Regions from separate parts of the Gossypium arboreum genome. Here region 1 is linked to region 2. A link is a contact called in public Hi-C data. All regions are on one chromosome and are shown on one strand. Each heading gives the region's core, a stretch centred on a gene start, on an enhancer-like site or on the middle of the called end of the contact. The rest is flanking DNA. Distances are from core to core; before and after follow the strand shown.

Region 1 (7,207 bases), core at 4,519-7,018, 420 kb after region 2:
AATGAAAAATTAGAAGCTCCTGCGTCAAGTAAGCAGTTACTTTTAGTTCCTTTTTTTGTATAGAGATCTGTTTTGGAGTATATAGTTGTCGTTTGCTGCACAGAGATGAGTGGAACTAAATATGGACGGATAAGCTAGAAACTGAGTTAAAAAAGTTTCTTACTGAAACTCACAATGTGGCAAGCAGGTGTTACATGCATTCTAGGTAGTAATTGTGGGTTTCTGTTCTTGACTTATTTTCTAGATCTATACCTGTCTTTAGATGCCTAGTCTGTTTTGGTGTTCTGAAAACAGAACAGATTGCCGTTGAATAGGTTGAAAATGGTTTTAAAGGCAAAAATAATGTAAAATTGCATCAGATGGATGCAGGAATCCTAATACAGCTAGCGTAAAAGGTTTTTAAGTTCCTTAATGTGGAGTTCTGCGGAGTCTGATGTCAAAAATGAATTTACCTTATATTGAGACTTCTGTGAGAAAACTTTATGAACTAATGCTAAAATGTCAATTCGTGTTTCTCTTCTATTCTGATATTCCCTTTATGCTATGCCCTGTGGCCCTTTTTAATTTGGCCAAGTATGTGTCTGAATTGGTGTACACTTGCTAGTTTGACGTGTTGTTTAATTGTTTACCATGCTTTATTGACCATACAATCGCAACTCTTATGGACATAAATTGCAGCATCTATGACATTTATGAAATTATAGCAAAAGGTGTCTCAGTTGAAGAATTATACACCTTTGGCGTGTTCAGTTTAGAATGGAAGGTGGATTGTCTAGCTTCTGGGGTCCTGTCACAGCTGCTGAGTGGTGTGAGAAAAACTATGTTTACTCATCTTACATTGCAGAGTTTTTCAACACAATATCCAATGTCCCATGTATTCTTTTGGCACTCATTGGCCTTATAAATGCGTTAAGACAACGATTTGAGAAGAGATTTAGTGTCCTTCACGTATCTAACATGATACTTGCCATTGGAAGCATGCTATACCATTCCACACTGCAACATATGTAAGTATTCTTTTCAACTCTTACATTTACATTTGTGTTCCCTCAAAATTCTTCAGGTATTAGGTGAATGTCTTACTAACAAAGATCTAATGTTAGTATTGTTTTTATATGTCAGATTGGAAGAGCATTTTTCTCCTTGTTTGATTGGTTCCAGGAGTTCGCTACCTACTTGTGTGGTAGTCTGACTCCATAAGTAGCAAATACTACAGTTAGCCTAAGTTTTAATTCTTATTCTTACCACCGGAAATGGACATCCACCTGTTGTCAAACTTGAATAAAGTACTCTTTGGCAGAAGTAATGTTTGATTAATGTCTTAGGTTCAAAAGCTTCATTGGACGAATAAAAAAAATGATGTTATGCCTAAAGCTCTTTTTTGACTTGTCTGCACTTCTGTGAATGGCTCCCTTTGCTCTGGCGTTCCTTGAGCACATCTTTCCAAGATGTATTGGACTAATGCCTATGTTTCCATCTTTTCCTTTCTTTTTTGGTGAAGGTGACGGGAAATTTGAAAGGCTTCAAAAGGCAATATTTCAATATCTGATCCCTTCTATATTTCTACCTTTTACATCCTTTCATAAGTTTCACTAGTGTATTTGGGCTTTTAGTCCTTTATTTCATCAGGTTGTTTTTTACTAGATCGTACTAACTCATACCCTTCATTTTGTTTTAAATCTATTACTTGAAAAGTAGATTTTATAGTTTTTATTTTCATCCTTTTCCCATAAAGGCTTACACCTAGCTCCATGTTAATGTGTGTGTCTCTGTTTCCCTCCAGAATACGAACAATGAAACACTAAGATAAAGAGAAGGCACTGCAGTACTTTTATTAGTTTGATGTGATGCAAAAGGCATTTGACGTTGTTGATAACCTGAATGTTAAAACTTTTCATTGCTTGTAATCATAGATAGAATGGAGGGACTCCTTTTATGGGGCATTGGATCTGCAGATCCTATATGCTAATTATATTGTTGTCTTTTGAAGTTCACTGGGGGCTGCTTGATTGTAGTAGCTAGGCTGGTAAATGTATCTGCCCCATGCAATTCTGTCTACAATTGAATAGCTTATTTTCATTTCCACTTTTTTTTTTTTTTTGGGTTCGCGGAAATAATGAATAAAAACTGAGGGTTTATTTGATAAATCATTACTGTTTCTGGTATCATCTCTTTTTGATGGAAAACCTTTTTATCTTTTACTCTAGAAAGTAGGCACCCATGGGAAATATACTCGAGAAAACATTCATTTCTCCTATTTTGAAGACTTGTAAAATTTAAAGCAGTTTTTTATTTGCCAAGTTGGTTTTGAAGTGAAATTCTTTTAATTTATTTCAGGCAACAGCAAGGTGATGAAACACCGATGGTATGGGAAATGCTTCTATACTTTTACATCCTCTACTCACCAGATTGGCACTATCGAAGCACAATGCCTACTTTCCTGTTCCTTTATGGAGTTGGATTTGCAATAGTCCATGCTCTCTTACGCTTTGGAATTGGCTTCAAGGTGCATTATGTCATTCTCTGCCTTCTCTGCATCCCTCGCATGTACAAATACTACATCTACACTGAAGATGCCTCTGCAAAGCGACTAGCAAAGTTATATGTAGCAACATTATTCCTGGGGAGTATTTGTTGGCTTGCCGACAGGTTGTTCTGCAAGGAGATATCTAGTTGGTACTTCAACCCTCAGGGTCATGCGCTTTGGCATGTCTTGATGGGCTTCAATTCATATTTCGCCAACACATTTCTGATGTTTTGTCGTGCTCAGCAGCGAGAATGGGACCCAAAAGTTGTTCACTTCTTGGGATTTTTCCCATACGTTAAGATTCAAAAACCAAAGAGCCAGTAAAAAACTTGCTCCCTAGTGATTTTGGCAGGCCGGTAGCAGGCATAGGAATCACAATTCATTTTTTCCCTTTTTGTGTCTTTAAGAAAAGGATGTAAATGATAATTGAATGTTGATAGTATTGTTGGGACTTTATTTTCAGAGTAATGCTAGTCTTTTCCAGGAAAAAAATAAAAAAAAAAGAAAAAGAAAAAAAGAATGGGAAGTAGTCTGTCCCATAATTTTACATCTTATTCTTCTGTCAGTTCTTCCAATTCCCTCACCCTTTTGTAAAATAAAGTGAACGAGGTCGGTTGGTCTTTTAATTGTTCATATGCCATGAGATTCCATGATGTCGTTTGTTCCAGAATTGTTGATATGCTAGATTCGCTCTGTTTTGTCTTCCAACTCTCAACCCTGGAATTTTCCTTTTGTACCAGTTTCAAAGCTTAAGATCAATATGTTTTTTAGGCTTTAAACTAAAAAACACTATTAGGGCTATTGTATGAGTTGATGGTACATGGGAGATTCGATTGAGAACCACGGTCTTTGTTAGTTTCTCCTGTGGAGATCCCTTGGGGGCTACTGATTTTCTTTAAGGCACTGTTCAGTAATCAGGAGACACAGAAGACCAAAGAACGGAATTAATTGGACTTTCTTCTTCATTGTCAGAGGGAACTTGGTTTTCAAGCTCTATAAGATCCAACTTGGATAACATTTTGTTTGCAAAACTCAAAAAGTTAATCGACGGAAGCATCATCATTTCTGCAAACTGTCAGGCAGGCTCGTATTTAACAGGCCTTGTATAGAATCTTCAAGTCTCTTCCACATTCCATAACATACTTGCCCAGATTGATTGTATATAAAGTTACAATATATGTATATACATATATAGAAAAGCTTAAAGTTGAGCATAGCTGTATCAAGCATGTATCCAACACTCATCTCAAGTTCCAAAAGCATAGCTTGAAAAAGGGTTAAAGCAACCAGCTTACATTGTTAGCTCAGAAGGTTTAGAGACCAACAGTGTGGTCTGTTTGTAGAAGAAAAGAGTAGGATAAAGGCAATAAAGGCAAGAGTGAGAGACAAGCTGATTCACTTGAACAGTTGAATAGCATTCAGCCAATAAAGTATATATATGCATGCTTGAATAATAGTCCAAAACTTACTATAAATCTTCAATGAAGCTGTTACCAACAAACCACATTGATGCAGGGTTTTAACAGAGATAAACAAACAGTACACAAACATTTCCATTAGTCACTAGATTCACGTAAAATCCTTATTTTATGTTCTTCGAATTTAAAGGAAAAATCAGTTAAAAAACAATGGCACTAAAGATCTTACTCTCCAATTCCTGTTCTTCAATCCACATGGAACTTCTTCTACGCACTAGATCTTTCGCCTCTTTCTTCTTATTCTCATGTAGCGTTTGTTTCATTCTCCAATTTTCAAGCTTTTCTGCTCTTTCTTTCAACTGCATTCATGGAAATAGAACCTTGACCATTTGATAAAGACCAAGATTTGAAGGATCAAGTAACTTCATATTCAAATTGAGAAGTAGAAATAGGGCCATAGATATAAGGTAAGGCTAGGGGCTTAACCAGGCCGAGTTGAGCTCAAGCCTGAAAGAAACTTGAGCTTGATACAAAATCAATAAGATTAAAAAAAATCCAGCTTCATTCTCCAATTTTCAAGCTTTTCTGCTCTTTCTTTCAACTGCATTCATGGAAATAGAACCTTGACCATTTGATAAAGACCAAGATTTGAAGGATCAAGTAACTTCATATTCAAATTGAGAAGTAGAAATAGGGCCGTAGATATAAGGTAAGGCTAGGGGCTTAACCAGGCCGAGTTGAGCTCAAGCCTGAAAGAAACTTGAGCTTGATACAAAATCAATAAGATTAAAAAAAATCCAGCTGCTTGAGATCGGCTCAATTCCCATGCTCAACTTCAAACTCAATAATGTTAGTAGTAAGCAGAAGTATATCATCATGTTGACCGAGATCAACCGTAATTACCATATCACCTAGCCATGGTAGAATGAGAATCAACCATATCCACCAAGGCATCAAGGGATAACAACTATTATGATATAGGATATCCATACAGTCAAAGTGTAAATGCCAGTATAAATTTAGTTCGTCGATTCAATGGAACAAATGGATAGGCTTGGGAGATTCTCCTACTCAACTTAAACTAACGAATAAAGGTAACAATAAAATTTAATTTCTTAACTGAACATTAACTTTATTTTATATATAAACTAACATAATCGAAAGATAGGCAAAGGAAATTAGGGTTTTGAATCTGGTGTTTCACTTAAACAAACCTACCAATCCCAATTTCCAATTTTTTTAATTTTATAACTGAAATTCATCATAAAATTCAAGAAACAAAGTATGAGTGGTAGAAGATTACCAGGGTTTGTCGAAACTCTTCTTCAGCAACCATACGCTCTTGAGCTCTAACCTTAGCAGCCTCAGCCTTAAGCCTTTTACGCTCCTCATTAGCAACTCGTATAGCCTCTTTCCTAGCCTCTTCTTTTCTGAGCTTCTCAAGACGCAACAACTCCATCTCGTGGATGTACTCCTTGCGTACATTTTTTACTTGCTTGGCGTAGTCTCGTCGCAACAGGGCGAGTTTCTTCTCGGCCTCTTTGGGGTTGTTGGGGGTCTTCCAGCTGCCCAACAAGGAGTTGGGATCTAAATATTTGTGGGTTTTCTGGTGGTGGTTCTGGTGGGATGATTTGGTGGAGAATGAGCGGGTGAGGGTTTTGGAGAGGGTCCTGAAAGAGTTCGGCATTACTGTGTTCTTCGAAGCTACTCTGCTGCTGGTGGAGAAAGAGGAGGGTTTTGTTTGTGTTGGGCATGGGCTACTCTGCCATTAATGGAGGCCCAATCCAAGAAACAGTTCCAATTACTCAACACAACCGCCTAATCCCATCGTTCATTTCCCTTCTCCAAACTACACCCCAGTTTTCACTCATTAATCATTATTATTATTTTCTAAATTTTTTAAGGTTTAATTCTAATTTCGTACTTTTATTCCTCTGTTTTAATTTGTCGGAATTTGTTTTTACAAAAATTAAGAAGTTGATCAAATTAGATAATATCATGATAGATCGATGACTTGAAAATTAACCGTTCATTAATTTTATATGTAAAGAGTTAGTAATAGTTTTGTAATTTGTATAGCAAAAATAAACTCTTCAAATTTATGTATTTAACTAATAATTGGATTAATTTCTCATTTTTCATAAAGTACAGATTAAATTTTGACAAATTAAATGATAAGGATGAATTTCTCAACTTTCTTAACATAGAGAGATGAAATTTAGAATTAAATCTTTTTTTTTAATTTTTCTGGGAGAAAGGCACCTGTTTACTCTTTGAATTTGAAAATTTTTCTTAATTTTGTCAAGTTTAAAGATTAATGTGAAAAAATAAAATTAAGGAACTAAGTTGACAACACGAACTAAAGTATGCTTTATTTCTCATTTATTTATCTATTTTGAGTTAAAATATGTATTAAGTTTTTGTACTTTTGTATATTCAACATATAGTTCTTTTACTTTTATTTATAGGAATTTAGTTCTTTACTTTTTTATAGGTTTAATTGTTAGTATGTTAAAATTTTTCTATTAAATTCATTGATTTGATATTTTAAAATAAAAAATACTCACTTGATAGTCATATAACAAAAAAAAAGACAGTTGTAATAAGTTTGAATTTAATAGAATAATTTTAATAATTTTAGATCCAAAAAGTAGAAGGATAAAATTAGTTAAAATAAAAGTAGTAAGACTAAATTACAAATGTACAAAGAGGGCAGGGAGCTATAGCATATTTTAACCATTACTTTGACTAATTTCAAGGTTTTACAGCGCGGCAAGTAAAACCGACAGCCAGAAAGAAGGAAATTTGTAAAAACATCAGATCTGGGAATAATACATTGCTTTTTTTGTCTTTCGTAATTATGCGGAGGTTTACAAACTAACTAGTTGATTCGTTTTTCCGTTAAAAATTTCGGTTTTCCGTTGAACCAGACTGCCATTTTTTAACTTCTTCTTTCTATTTTGTTGCTTAGGTCGGGGCTGCATAGGCAGCATGGGAAACAAGGAGCTGGAGGAGGAGGAGTAGGAGCAAAGGGAATTTACGCCAAACTAACGATTGCCGTTGTGGTGCTTTTGATCTGCACGCTCTCGCTTTTGTTTTCGGCTACAATTGGCGGAAATCGCGGATCTCTAGAGCCTTCCGAGGTTAGTGGTTCTTGTAAAGAGTTAGGATCTGATCGTCTTGAATTTGATCCCTGGCTTTGTGATTAAATTTTCAGTATTAAGCGAATTTGCGGATTGCTTCTATTATCAGATTGTTGAAA
Region 2 (6,997 bases), core at 385-2,884:
GCTTTTGAGCGTTGATCTAACAACAGTCGAATATCTTCGAGCTACTCCGGTAGTCCCACATAACTCAGGTCGAAAGTTTCACCTACTTAAACAATATGTCAATTCAAACATATAAAAAATAAACAACATTTACTATGGTAAGTATATTATTACCAAATGAATTTTACCTTGTCACCAATGGGAATTTATAAAGGGCGTCGACTCGAGGACGTAAAAATGGTAGCTGCCACCACACCCATAACTGTAGCAAGAGCATGCAACCACCGATTGACATCTTATTCAGTTCTGTCGCCCAGTACAACATGGCTAACACGGCTGATCCTTTACTGAGTTGATCGCATTCTTTGAAGTTAACCGAATGTAGTAGCCACCTTAATTGCACCAAACTTTAAGATTTCTCGGGCATTTGAAGGCCCCTGATTAACCTCAGGATGAATGCTCGGACGTATTATTCTTTTTCAAGGACAATCACGTGTTCATCAAGTTTACTGAAATTTTCTTCTAACCATTTGATCTCTATCCGACTACCTTGAAACTTGTTCAACACCTTCCTTAATAGTGCGTTGCAAAGGTCCTTCTTAACAAGAATGATAACTGGCCTCGTAATGACTCGCCCATCCACAGGTAAGCCCAATTGTAAAGCCATGCCCTCTAGAGTGATTGTACACTCACTGCACAGAAGGTGGAATGTCAATATCTCGGGTCTCTATCTTTCCACCAATGCGTTGATAAGTGTGGGATCTAATTTATAGCTACCGACCATACAAGGTATATGTAAGAATCTCGTATATTGCAAATGGAAACGAACTGCTTTGGGTTCGCTCTTTGATAGATTGTGTATGAACCCCTCCACAACCCGATCATCCGCCTATTTCTATCAACAAAATAAATTATAATTTTAAAAATTTTAAAAACTTTAAAATTTACTTAATTAAAATTAATTAAGTAAAAAATTTTCCTTATGATTGCCAATCGCATGGCGAAAATGTGCTTGTCATCGAAACGAATAAGAGAACTTGTCATTCGTGATAAATTAATTAAAATGAATAATTTACAAAATAATAAAGTAAAACTAGAATATTTTTATTGAAATTTATTGGAAAATTTGGAACTAATCTTGAGAAAATAGAGAGAATAAAGAGAATGAAGAGAATTGAATTTGAGTGAAAACAATGAAAAATAGTCTTGGTTTATATAGGAAAAAAAGTTACTGTTGGCTATTTATAATTTTACGATTGGTAGGATTTGAAATTTGACAGTTTAGAATTTACCATTGAAGGAAAGCTCATCCAACTGTATGCCCTTTCATGACAACTGTGTAGAAAACACGTCTAGCTCTCTTCAAAATAAACTTATTTTCTTAATTTTCCAAAAAAAAACCGTGTATTTTAAAAATAAAAATTTTCAATATTTTTAGCTAATTTATCTCCATTAATAGTATAAAATACATATTAATAATTCAAGTACAACATTAGATTTTTTAAAGTACAACATTAAACATTTTATAAAATATATATATTGATGATACAATTACCACATTAAATATTTTACAAAACTACATCTATTCAAATATAATATTCTGTAAAAGAATATTCTGTTATATTCAAATACAAGACCCATATTTTTTTCACGTGAATGGAAAATACTAATGAGGAGATAACATTATTTCAAACGCATTTTCAGTCCTTCACAATTTTAAAATATTATTTAAGTCAGAGGAAAAAAAAATGTCAGGCTTTATCTTCTAAAATCTTCATTTGATCCGGTAGTAACATTTCTGTGGTATAGCCTTGGAATAAGAAACCAAAGGGAGTGGCAGTGGAAGATGGCCGCTAGCAGCGATCCTAACCCGGAGGGTTCCGATGAGCAGCAGAAACGATCCGAGATATACACTTACGAGGCCCCTTGGCATATCTACGCCATGAACTGGAGTGTCCGCCGCGACAAGAAATACCGTCTCGCCATCGCCAGCTTGCTCGAGCATTACAACAACCGCCTTGAGATTGTCCAGCTCGATGACTCCAATGGCGAGATCCGATCGGACCCAAATCTCTCCTTCGATCATCCTTATCCCCCGACCAAGACCATCTTCATCCCCGACAAGGAGTGCCAGAAACCCGACCTTCTCGCCACGTCCTCCGACTTCCTCCGCATTTGGCGCATCTCCGATGACCACTCCCGCGTCGACCTCAAGTCTCTCCTTAATGGCAATAAGAACAGTGAATTCTGCGGTCCTCTTACCTCCTTCGACTGGAATGAGGCGGAGCCCAAGCGAATCGGCACCTCCTCCATTGATACGACTTGTACTATATGGGATATCGAGAGGGAGACGGTGGATACCCAGCTTATCGCCCACGATAAGGAGGTTTATGATATTGCCTGGGGCGGCGTCGGTGTTTTTGCTTCCGTCTCTGCTGATGGGTCCGTTAGGGTTTTCGACCTGCGCGACAAGGAGCACTCCACTATCATTTATGAAAGTTCGGAGCCCGATACTCCGCTTGTACGGTTGGGGTGGAACAAGCAGGACCCGAGATATATGGCTACTATAATTATGGACAGTGCTAAGGTTGTTGTTTTGGATATCCGCTTCCCGACACTGCCGGTAGTTGAGCTGCAGAGGCACCAGGCTAGCGTCAATGCCATCGCATGGGCACCCCACAGCTCTTGCCACATTTGCACCGCCGGGGATGATTCCCAGGCCTTGATTTGGGACTTGTCCTCCATGAGTCAGCCTGTGGAGGGTGGGCTTGACCCCATCCTTGCCTACACCGCTGGGGCTGAAATCGAGCAGTTACAGTGGTCATCTTCCCAGCCTGATTGGGTTGCCATCGCCTTCTCCACCAAGCTTCAGATTCTCAGGGTATGAGTGAATGGGATTGGTATATTGGGTCGTATTCAATGCTAAATTGCTAATTCATAGTCTAGTAATTGTACTCAGATCTATAGGAATAACAAGATTGTTGCTGTCGTTGTGTCTGAGCTGACTAAAAATCCCAAAACTGTTTTGGTTTTCCTGTTGTTTCGTTTGTCTTCAACATGTTTGGATAGTTGATTGAACACCAATCTCTTTATTCTGTTCTTATTTTAGTGTTTCCCATTCCTTTACATCCAAACCTTTCCCTGTTTTATTGTAGTTGTGAGAGCAAAAGAGCTGCAGACTCATTTTTTTAGAACGCATGGGAAGCAGTGATTTATGGACCCTGAACTGAAACACAAGATCAAGACGACCACTCTTTGCCGTTTGGTTTATGCAACATAATCTTTGTCGTTCTGTTGGACAAGATGAGTGTGTTTTCAGTTTATTTGGTTGTCTGATAAGTTTGATTAGTTACTATAAATGTGATAAATGATGGGCAGGAAGATATGGGTGGCTTACCCTGGGCTGCTTTCAGATGCTTGTGTTGTGTTAATGTTAAAACTAGCTTTAGCCATAGAATTGTTATAAGAATGACTAAGTTCTTGATTGATCGATGGAAAACCAAATCAGTTATAACCTTATAGGTGAAAGGAGTGCTTTAGAAGGCAATATAGCAATGCCATCAATGGCCAACTACATGACTGAAGGACACCAATTGGTTCACGTGGAGTGAAATCTTTGTTAAGGGAGAAACATTGTAAAGGGTGGCGGCATGGGGACGAGTGGTCATTAGTAGAGCAATATAAAATATCTGTTGTCATGTCGCGTATTTGACCTCTTGCAGTTGTGTTGGTTTAGTTTCACAAGTTGATTTTCTGTCCCCTGTTTTTGTTAAATACGCTGAGGATGGTTACAGAGAAGTATCTAAAATCTTTTAGTATGTCTATACTTTGGAGAATTCACTGTGATTGCATTTTACTAGATACATGATAAACTTTGGCTGATCATTTTCATTTCTATTCAGAACATATGTTTAATATTAACAGTGTCATTTTCTTATTAATGGTTTGCCGCATCCTTGCTGAGAGTTCAAATTGGGAAGTTTCCAGAATTTAAGTATCACTACATGCATCCTTTTGCCTTTATTAGTTTATCTCAACCTAGGTCATCATGCACAGCTCAAATATAAAATAGCAAATAGGATGCCATTAATTGTCCTTTCACTTTTTTTTTCTTTTTTCTTTTCTCGGTAATAGGCTTCTGATAACATTTTTTAGTCTTTGTTCCAGTGGTTTAGCATATTTATATATAATAGCAGGTTAGAATTCGAATCTAGTTAGTATGGTCTTACAAGCTCCAACCTGCTCGCTTTCATGCAGTATGAATTACCTTGCAGTCATTTAGTTAGCATGAATTACTTTTATAATCTTGATCTTAGAGAAATTCCTCTTTCAGTTTCTTTTTCAGTATTCATCAGTTCCATACATGTTATATAAGAAGCATACATATGTAAAGGATGAGAAATAGTTTCATGATCTACTTAAATTCTTAAATATCTCAATTTAATATCTGTGCTGACTGTTGAGATTTTTAATTAATCTGATGATGAGTGATGCTTCTTTCGGAGACTCAAATGAGGTAGGCTGTATTTCATAAAATCACTACTAGTATAATTGCAGCTTGGGGTGAGCATTTGATGGATTTAAACCTTTCAAAATAACAGAACCAACTGAACTCTTTGGAAGGAACTGAAATCATTGAACCGAAATAAATCAGTTTAGTTAGTTATGTCAGTTGTTTGCTGATGTAATAGTTTTCCTTGGTGCTTAAACTGGCTACACTTGCAACCTAGTAAAAGTGTAGTATTTCCATGTTTGGTAGCTTGTGATTGTTTTTAATGCAGCAACTGAGGGCAATAGCTGTTGAACTAGAGAGAAGTGGGCAAAGGTTCATGTGGGTGGGGAGGATTGAGGAACCCCCACCTCTCTGGCTTCAGAGATCTAAATTCTGACCAATATAATGTGAAAAGATACGAATGTATTATGTTTTTTTTTTGTTCAATACACGAATGTACTATGTTATTTGGATTTAGGTATGAGTGTTGAATAAGAATATGCATCCGACTTGGGCTTAGTTAGTATTTTGTAAATCTTTCCATATATTTGGAGGGCTCTTAAAGGTCATGTTTCCATATCCGTGTGTGTGTCATACAGATAGTTAAAAAAAACTGAAAGGTTGAAGCAATATGGTGTATGTATGATTTGGTTGCCTGCTTAAAGCTTTTGTAGCTAGGCTATAGCTTATGATGTTGAATGACCTGTTGAAGGATTGCTGTGTTGTTGAACTGAGAATGGTGAGGTTTAGGGATAATAGAAACTCTTCAAAGAAAATAATAATGTTGGTTGTAAATGTATTTTATAGCTTATATATGTTGGTGTTACAAATAGTCTTAATTATGACTATATTCACATCCTAAAAGATATTACTTAAGTTTTTGATTTAAGGGTAAAAAATAAGAATTGTCATCCAACTATTCAATTTGTTTTTTTGGTTACCTTATTATTATTATTATTTATTTTAGTCACTTAATTTTTCGAAAGTTATTCTTTTGTTAGTTGTTGCTAGTTGTCTAAAGGAACTCTAGCGCGTGAGTTTTGTTTTATTGGTCTAATAACAAATTTAACCATTCAATATTTATACATTTTATCAATTTAATCTTAGATTTAAAAATTCAATAAATTTAACCTCAATGTTTGTCATTTTAGTCATAATTATATAAATTATAAAATAGTTTTTAAAATCTTAAAAATTTAAAATATAAATATAAATTTTAAAATTTAAAAAGTAAATATAAAAATATTTTAAAGATTTTTGTACTCAAAATGACTTTTAACATTATTTTCCACTTTGTTCTTGCATTCATTCAATAGATAAAGTTGAAAACATTAAATGACATGGTCTTGACCTGCAACCTCTCTCTAATGTTTGAGCTAGAAATGATAAATGCACTCTCTCTAATGTTTGAGCTAGAAATGATAAATACACGAGAACTTAGTGTCATCAACCTAATCATTTTTCTAGGTTTGTAAATTTGTTAATTTTGAGCTTCGATGTAACAAAAGAAAAGAGGGATTAAATGGTTGATGAAAAAATGAGCATGATGGGAAATTATAAATTTAAAATATTTAAAAAGTAAATATAAAAATATTTTAAAGAATTTTTAAATATATTTTATAATTTTTAGAATTAGAACTTAAATGATAAATTTCATAAATATTGAGGGCTAGTTGTTTTTGAATTTTTTAAATATGGGATCAAATTGATAGAACATATAAACAGTGGGGGGCTAAATTTAATATTAGGGCAATAAAAAAGCCCACATTAGACTTTCGTTACTAAGTTAACTGCAAGAGTGACTAAAAATATTTGATTTGAAAATTTTAAGTGACTAAATTAAAAGAAAATTAATAGTTGAATGATCAAAATAAAACAAATTAAATAGTTGAGTGACTATTCTTGTACTCCACCCTAAATTTAAACTCAAATTTTAAATGGAGGAAATTTTTTCTAATATTACTAAATTTGACATTTAAATATATTTATAATTTAATTTAAAATAATTTTTAACATTTACCCTTTTTCTATCATATTATTAAAGTGACATCTAAATATAATTATAAATCAATTTAAAATAATTAGTTAATATTTAAATAATAAAAACAAAACTTCTGTAAATCTATTTTTCACGTAATTTAGTAGTAGTACCACCACCATAAAATAATACATTTAAAATAATAATTTTATTATTATTTTACATTTTTCACATTTATTTGAAAGATTAAGTTAAAAAATCGATGAATTAAGAATTAGATATTATCTAATTTTTTATAATGTTTATACTAAATCTTTAATATAAAATTATGTTGATAACAAATTATTAATTTATAATTATAATTGTAATTAGACTTAGAAATTATAATAAATTATTACGATGCGATGACGCCTAAAATAGAGGCAAAGCAGAGACAATGTCGCAACGAGAAGCCTAGGACGTCGTGACGATGCAACAAATTCCAAACTTAATGCAATTATGTATTAGACTCTCAGCAAGATTACTTTTCCTAGTTATACTCTTATTGC

Evidence for each region. Hi-C and Micro-C count contacts between places; a contact is called where the count stands out from the background.
Region 1: a contact with region 2 is called in a Hi-C map of leaf, with 2.6 times the contacts expected there. The contact joins the promoter of LOC108453638 here to the promoter of LOC108473787 in region 2. A contact is called at or near these places in 2 of 5 Hi-C or Micro-C datasets (both in leaf).

What each region holds. Positions count from the first base shown.
Region 1 is chr10:46,962,913-46,970,119 of ASM2569848v2, forward strand. It overlaps LOC108453638, which reads right to left and starts at 5,769. Exons shown (of 2, transcript XM_053019894.1): 1 at 5,249-5,769; 2 at 3,922-4,546. The coding sequence starts at 5,632. The coding sequence ends at 4,490. It overlaps LOC108456664 (O-fucosyltransferase 1-like), which reads left to right and starts at 6,682. Exons shown (of 10, transcript XR_008272273.1): 1 at 6,682-6,813; 2 at 6,917-7,088. It overlaps LOC108453619 (alkaline ceramidase-like), which reads left to right. Exons shown (of 4, transcript XM_053019893.1): 3 at 679-1,007; 4 at 2,338-4,275. The coding sequence starts at 757. The coding sequence ends at 2,851.
Region 2 is chr10:46,548,415-46,555,411 of ASM2569848v2, forward strand. LOC108473787 (WD repeat-containing protein LWD1) reads left to right here and starts at 1,635. Exons shown (of 2, transcript XM_017775540.2): 1 at 1,635-2,860; 2 at 3,135-5,253. The coding sequence starts at 1,826. The coding sequence ends at 3,140.